Regions from separate parts of the Mus musculus genome. Here region 1 is linked to region 2. The links are chromatin contacts, called in public Hi-C maps. All regions are on one chromosome and are shown on one strand. Each heading gives the region's core, a stretch centred on a gene start, on an enhancer-like site or on the middle of the called end of the contact. The rest is flanking DNA. Distances are from core to core; before and after follow the strand shown.

What was found. Hi-C and Micro-C count contacts between places; a contact is called where the count stands out from the background.
Region 1: a Hi-C map of CD8 T cells shows a contact between it and region 2, with 3 times the contacts expected there. The contact joins the promoter of Ankrd9 here to the enhancer-like site in region 2. A contact is called at or near these places in 1 of 484 Hi-C or Micro-C datasets (CD8 T cells) and 2 of 115 datasets of contacts at active chromatin or transcription factors (epiblast stem cells and pancreatic cancer cells).

The regions. Positions count from the first base shown.
Region 1 is chr12:110,976,950-110,980,519 of GRCm38.p6, forward strand. It overlaps Ankrd9 (ankyrin repeat domain 9), which reads right to left and starts at 2,091. Exons shown (of 3, transcript NM_175207.5): 1 at 1,891-2,091; 2 at 999-1,178; 3 at 1-599. The coding sequence starts at 550.
Region 2 is chr12:110,462,164-110,465,715 of GRCm38.p6, forward strand. All of the region lies in intron 2 of Ppp2r5c (protein phosphatase 2, regulatory subunit B', gamma), which reads left to right. Among named protein-coding and RNA genes, the nearest start is that of Ppp2r5c, 17 kb to the left of the region's middle. Within about 2 kb of position 1,723, at least 35 of the 459 cell types and tissues checked have an H3K27ac peak or open chromatin away from gene starts, as enhancers often do. A contact at or near this core is called in CD8 T cells, where this site is marked.

The sequences.
Region 1 (3,570 bases), core at 841-3,340, 520 kb after region 2:
GAGAAGCTCCGTGGCCAAGCAGCAGAAAGAGGCACTCGGGGCGTGCGAGCTCACAGGCCACATGCAGCGACGTGCCACCGCCCTCCACGCGGCTGCAGCCACGGCGGTCGAGGAGGCGCACGCGCTCTTCCACTGGGAAGTCCTGCACCGTTCGCAGGATGCGCCGCAGGATGCCCACGCGGTTGTAGCGCACCGCCAGCGCCACGTGAGGCCCAGGCGCGGTGCAGCAGCGGAAGCCCGCGCTAGGTGGGGCGAGTGCACACCGCGGGAAGGTAGCTAGCAGGTAGTGTGCATAGGCTTGGTGGTCGTGCACAAGCGCATAGAGCAGAGCCTCCGAAGGCGAATAGGCCGCAGCGCGCCCCCGCTCATCACAGTGGAAGGCTTCGCTGGCACGTATGTCCTCGAGTAGCCAAACTGGCAGCTGATCTCGCACTGCCAGGTAGAAGGCGAAGGATGACTTCCGGCACTGCTTCTGCACCCGCAAGCGAGCTGCGCCGGGACCCTCGGGCCCTCCGTTGGCGCTGCGTCCAGGCCTGGTGTCCCACGGCATGCTGGCCTCCGGGAGTCTCAAAGCATGGGTCACACCACCCCAGACCAACCTGTGAGACGAAGTAGGGTCGAATGAATCGGGTCTGCCAGTCACTGCCCCCAGCTCTATTCTCTCCTGGACCCAGAACCATTCTTGAATTTCTGCACCTGCACTTCCTCTCTTGCCTGTGCTAGAGAAGGCTGGATCTGCTGGAGCCTTCCGTGTGCCAACCCTCTGCAGCCCTGGAACCTTCAAAAAGCGCTCCTTTCACACCTGAGCCAGGTCCTTCCAACTGCAAATAAAGAGGAACCCATGGGACATCGCAGAAGACTCAGGCTCACAGCACAAGTTGAGCCCAAATCACCCTCACACCCCCAAATCCAGCCCCAACTCTACTTCTACCCTGACCCCAAGAGACTACTCAAACTTCTTTCCAGGAGGGTCGTGGAGATTATTCACTTAGACCTACCTGGTTCCTGCAGGCGGCCCTGGGTTCTGTAGATGCAGGTATTCACTCTAACACACCAAACCTCATCAACAAGAAAGTGGTGGCCCAGGGCTGGCAGTGCGCCCGCCCGCAGCCAGAGTTGGAAAGTGGCTCTGGCTCTTTTATCCACAAACAATTTTCCTGCCCATCAGGAAGGAGCTCCTGGGAGGAGGGAAAAGGTGAAGTCAGTGGGGGGATTGGAGCATACACCACCTGCAGTCCTCTCGAGGTCCATCCACATGAGGCCGATACTGCCATCTCACTTTTCAACGGGGGACAAGCTAGTCCAAGGTCAGTCACCAAGTCAGGCTGAGCCAGGACAAGAGCCTAGGTCTCCTGCGTTCTGTTTGAGGGCCGTTCCATACACTGCAGACCCCAGTTTAAAAACCCTACCTCCACCTTGGGTCCCAAGCCTCAAACCTGAGCCCTGGCCATTCACCCTTGGTCTCCCTGCCCAAGAGCCCTACTGCCTCCAGCAAGGGTAAGCTCTAGGTTACAAGGGACCTGGGACAGCCAGAGGGCCTCGTCCACAGTGTCATGACCATTAACTGGGTTACAGAGGTGAGCACTATAGAGTGGGCTGCGGCAGACGCCCCTCTGAGGGGATTGGCATGACTGCAGCTCCTCCCGGAACCTGGGCCCCCTGCGCCCCAGATGCACTGTGTGGGCACGCGTGGGGTGCCGGGCGGGTTACGTAAAGTTCGGCCGCCCCACGTCACTGGGCAGAGTCACGGCCGCGGCTCTGTGACTGGAGCTTGGGCCGCCGGCCAGATCCTCCCTGACCCCTCCCGGGGCGCGCCCGAGTGTCTGCGGGCCGGTGGCCAGGATCAGGGGCTGCACCTGCGCACCGGGGCGCTCGGGGCAGGCGACTCACCAAGCCGCGCGACCCTGTCCCTGCGGCGGGCCGGAGCGCGCGCCGTCCATGCACGGGCGAGCAGACAGAGATCCCACGACGCCGGGAGCGGAGGCAGCGCCCGCTGCACTCTGAGCCGCCGCGACACCGTCTCCCGATGCCGGTGCTGGTGCCGCCGAGGGGAGGGCGGCGGGCGGCGCAGTGCGGCCGGGGCCGGGCAGGACCGCGGGACGGGCCGCCGCCGCCATTGGCTCACGCCGCCGGCCCCCGCCGCTACCCATTGGTCGTCGCGCTGCACCATTGTTGCGTCACGGGCCAGGGGGCGGGACTCTCAGAGGGACCCGCGGAAAACTTCGGAGAAACTTGAGGGCCCCGAGGTGGCGGGGTGGGGAGGGGTGGTGAGAGATGCCGGGCACCGGGCAGAGCTTGGAGGGCGGGACGTGATGGAGGCGGGGCGAGTCCCGGCAGGCTCCTGGAGCTGGATCTGTGCGGTCCTAGACTGCACACAAGAATAGGCTCCCTGGCTTGCGCTTGCGGCTGCTGCAAGAGTCCTGCTCTGGGCTTCCCTTGCTCTGACCCTCACTGACCTTGGGGAAACATCCAGCTGTTACCCCATCTGCGTGTGGGAAGGCCTAGAATAGGACTGAGCCCTTAAACTATTGAACCTTGCTCTGCCCTGCCAACGCCCTGGCATGGCTAGCCTCGGCTCCAATCTCAAAAGAAAGGCATGGATGCATGCGTGTATAAGAGCTGTTTATAGTGCCTATTGTGTCGTCTTCTGGGCTAAACGCTTTCTTTCACTTTGACTTTACCACTAACACAGGAGAAAAGGGGGGGGGGCAGAATTATGATGCCTGCTATGAGGTAGATAGTTATTTAAGTCCAGTGTGAGTTGGCACATATCTTTAATCCCCGCACTCAGAAGGCAGAGGCAGGTGGATCTCTGAACTGAAGGCCAACCTGGTCTAGAAAGCAAGTTCCAAGACAGCCAGGACTACAGAGAAACCCTATCTCAAAACACACACACACAGAGAGATAGAGAGAGAGAGTCGGTTGTCCAAAGAAAGGTACACTTTGGGGCTGTTTTTCACTCAGGCAGAACTGGGAGCATGTTCTAGCCTTCCCATGGCTGACCCTAGAGCCTGAGGGAGCCCCTGACTTCATCAGGGGTGTGGGAGTGCCAAGTCCATTCCAAATGCACAGATGAAAGCTGCCACGCCTGGACCTTGGGACTCTCACCCCACCTTACCAGAGGCAAGGATCCCCCTGATGAAATAGTTCCAAACTCCATTCACAGGCACGGCCAGTTTCTTTTCCACAATGCCCTTAGAGGCTCAGTTAGGGCCAAGGGTTCCTGCAGCCTCCATCCAAGCCCTTCCTCCTGCCTCTGTCCAGCAGACAGCTAGCACCTTCAAAGCAACCTCCCCTCCCCTACCTCAGAGCAAATGTGTATACAGCCTTCAACCCTCTTGGCTCCTCTGTGCCAGCAGGGGCTAAGGGACTTTAAGCTGGAGTCTCTCTCACCTGGCTCCTTTGAGTAGACTTAAGCAGGCATACGTGTACACACACGCACATACACACGTGCACACATGGAGACTTCCTGTTATTCTTCACCTGTATTAGTCAGGGTTCTCTAGAATCACAGAATTTATGCAATGTCTCTATATATTAAGGGAATTTATTATAATGACTTAGTCTGTA
Region 2 (3,552 bases), core at 473-2,972:
AGATCCTTAAAAACTGACCAATGGCTGGGCAGGCCCCTGTCCTCCAGGGAGAAAGATGCGCCCTTACCATTGACGGAGTGTAGGATCCTAGCTAGCTCCCTGGGCCAAAAGTGCTCAGGCATAACGTGCGGTGGGTGACGTGGGAAGGCTGTGGAGGTGCTAGAGGGAGTAAATAGCCCTTCAGGCGAGGGCCTGGAGGGGCTACAGGAGGAGACATGGTGGGCCAGGCTGGGAAGCAGACATGTCACCACCATGAAACTAGAAGAAACTCACACTGGATAACATGAAGCAGTGGGCAGATTTTCTCTCTGGAAGTTTTCTGCCTCCTAGTAGGCCAAGGCTCTGGAGAGGTCCAGAAAAGAGCAGACTCGGCAGGGTTCAAGGGTAGCTGGTGGCTTGGTGTCTGCAGAGATGCAACACCTTCATCTCCTTAGACATTGAAAACCGTAGCTCAGCTTGGTTCCCAGCAGGGTGGCTGGCCAGTGTCTGGATTTGATTTAATTCTGTTCTGTGGGTTAGCCGGATCATCCCCAATCTTAGCCTTGCTTACATGGGATGCAGTTTGTTTCCCCTGCTGGGTATGAAACAGCCTCAGAGTGGCTTCTGGTTGCTTTCTACTGTTGTTCTTCAAGGTCTTTGTCTGTGAGGTCCTGGACTGGGCACTGTAGACCGTGGGAGGTGGAGGTTGGAGCAGTCTGCATGCAGTACACACATGGGAGCCAGGAACACTCTGTGGGCCTGTCCCTGAGGCTGTGCAGTAAATCTTGTGTGTGGCTGTGTGTGCGCAAGTGTATGTACATGTACTTGTGCATGCATGGGGGTAGGTGCTCTCAGAGGCCAAAGGCATGGATCCCCTGACATCGTTGGACTTCCAGGCCATGTGACCTGCTCAGTGTGGGTGCTGGGAACCGAACCCATGTCCTCTGTACAAGCAGCATGTTCTTTTCCCTGTGGAGCCATCTCTCCAGCTCTTGAAGGAGCAGCCCAGGAAGGCCAACACATAAGCTTTGATTTGGGAGGAGGGCTTCATGGAAGAGGTGAGTTATAGATGGAGCTTTCTTTTTAAACTTCATACTTTATTCATTTATTTGTGTGTGTGTGTGTGTACACATGTGTACATGGATGTTCCAGTGCATACGTGGAGTTCGTAGGACAACTTGTGGAAGTCCTCTTCTTCCATCATTTGAGTCCCAGGGATTAAACTCATGGTCAGGCTTGGTGGCAAGCATCTTTACCCACTGATCACTCTCACCAGCCCATGGGTGAGCTCTTTATTTATTTATATTTATTTATTTTGTTCCAGATGTAAGAGTGAGCGATCCTTTATTAGTTGTATGTCACAATAATACATGCCAAGTGTAGCTGCTTATAAAGGACAGTGTTGTTTAGCTCACAGCTCTGGAGGTGACTCAGTTCTGGTGAGGACAGAAGGGCAGGTGGCAGCTGGGCAGTGGTGGCACATGCCTTTAATCCCAGCACTTGGGAGGCAGAGGCAGGAGGATTTCTGAGTTCAAGTCCAGCCTGGTCTACAGAGTGAGCTCCAGGACAGCCAGGGCTATACAGAGAAACCCTGTCTCGAAAAAACAAACAAACCAAACCAAACCAAACCAAAACAAACAAACAAAAAAAGAAGAGCAGGTGGCAATGGTGGCACTGTGTATCACTTACCACATTTCAGTCCAGGAACACAAAGAGCCCCACGTGCACAGGAACTTCCTGCCAGGCCCCAGCTGTTAAAGGTTCACACCGCTTCCGTTCCAGCATCCTAGGGATCAAGATCAGACCATGCCAGACACAGATCAGAGAGAAAGTCCACAGCTACAGACTGTGTGGGAAGAGTACCAACCCCGACTCTCAGGTCAGAACTCCAGCTGCTGCTCGGGGCAGCCACATCTGGAACGACCTATCCAAGTGTTCTTAGGCGGCATATTACAAACAAAGCAGGCCTTTACTGCTTAGCAAACAGTCATCCCAAGGATGGCAGTCGATAAGTCCGGGGCTCGTGTTGCTGTGGCCCTGTGTGATGATGGGAGGGGCCAAGGGGGTTTGTATCTTCAGGTTGTAGCTTGTTGGCCTTTCAGTGTATGTGGGTGTTTGGGGGTGGTGGTGGTGAGGCTGTGCACATGTATGTACAGATGTGCATGTCTGTGCATGTGGGTGTATGGAGGCCATGTCTTCCTCCTCCTCTGTCACTTTCTACCCATTGCAGCCCCACTGACGGCCATGAAAGAACATGTGTACAGACACAAGTTCCACTTTTTGGGGAAGACAGGGTACAGCGAACATGCTGTATCCATCTTGCCTTCACTGGTATAGATGGTGGCTGTCATTTATGGACAGTGGTAGCAGGAAACCAGTGTCTCATGTCAGCTGGTCATACTTAGAAACCCCACCAAGCGGGGGTCCAGAGCCCGTATGAGCTCCACAGGATCCCTGTGGTGAGCTATCTATCCACTGAACCTGTGTGGATGACAAGAGTCTCCAGCGGCTTCGCTGTTTCTCCCGTCAGTTTCCTCAACTGGGCAGGAGTAGCTCACTGGCCACAAGGAAGTTGACTACCCCTGATGACTATGATATCATCAGTGATGTGCCTTTTAGCAGGGAGCCCAGAGTGCATGCAAAGAAAAGCCAGGAGAGACAGTTCTAGGCTCAGAGAAGGCACCTGTATGCAGCAAACAGAGGAGTGAAGCTGTGGGAACCTGCTGTCACAGGAGGTGTTCTCACTCTTGTCTCTGTTCAGTGGTTGAAGGAGCGTATACGCTCACATCTTACAGTTCTGAGGCTGAGACTGGAATCAGAGCCCAAGGGAGGCCCAGAGTGGTGTGTCTAATCACAGCCCCTCCTCTGTCTTTAAGCCACAGTGAGCTTCATATTTCCCTGACTCTGGACTTGAGGTTCCGTTATCTTACTGCCTTCCGCATTCCACCGTCCTCCTTCCTTCATGAGGAGTGCTCTGCTGACACTGGCTATCTCCAGAGTGAGGGATCTTTCCCCTCTCTGCAGACACTGGCCGTCTCCAGAGTGAGGGGTCCTCCCTTCTCTGCAGACCTTGACTTATTCATAGCTGCAAAGTTCTTTAGCCAAGCAGGGTGACATGTTCACATGTCCCAGGGATTAGGATGTGACTGTTTTTGTGGCAGTCATTACCTAGCCTACCACATTATGGTAACATTTTAGAAGTCAGCCAGGCCGAGGATGGCTTACACTTGCAATCAGCACTCAAGAGGCTGAGGCAGAAGGATTACCACTAGTTAGAGATTAGCCTGTGTTATGCAGTGCATTCAAGGTCAGCCTGAGCTACCAAGTAAGACTGTCCCCAAAGAAAAAAATCTCAAAGGTCTTCAGGGGACATAGGTAGTCAGGTGCCTGACTCTTATAGTCCAGAGTAGCTGAGGGTGGGACTTAAGCCTCCGCCTCCCGCAGCTCCAGGGAAAGGGTGAGAAGAACACTGCCCCAGAGGAGCAGTGTGTGTGTGTGTGTGTGTGTGTGTGTGTGTGTGTGTGTGTGTGTGTGTCTGTGTGTGTGTGTGCGTGTGTGCGTGCGCGCTCATGC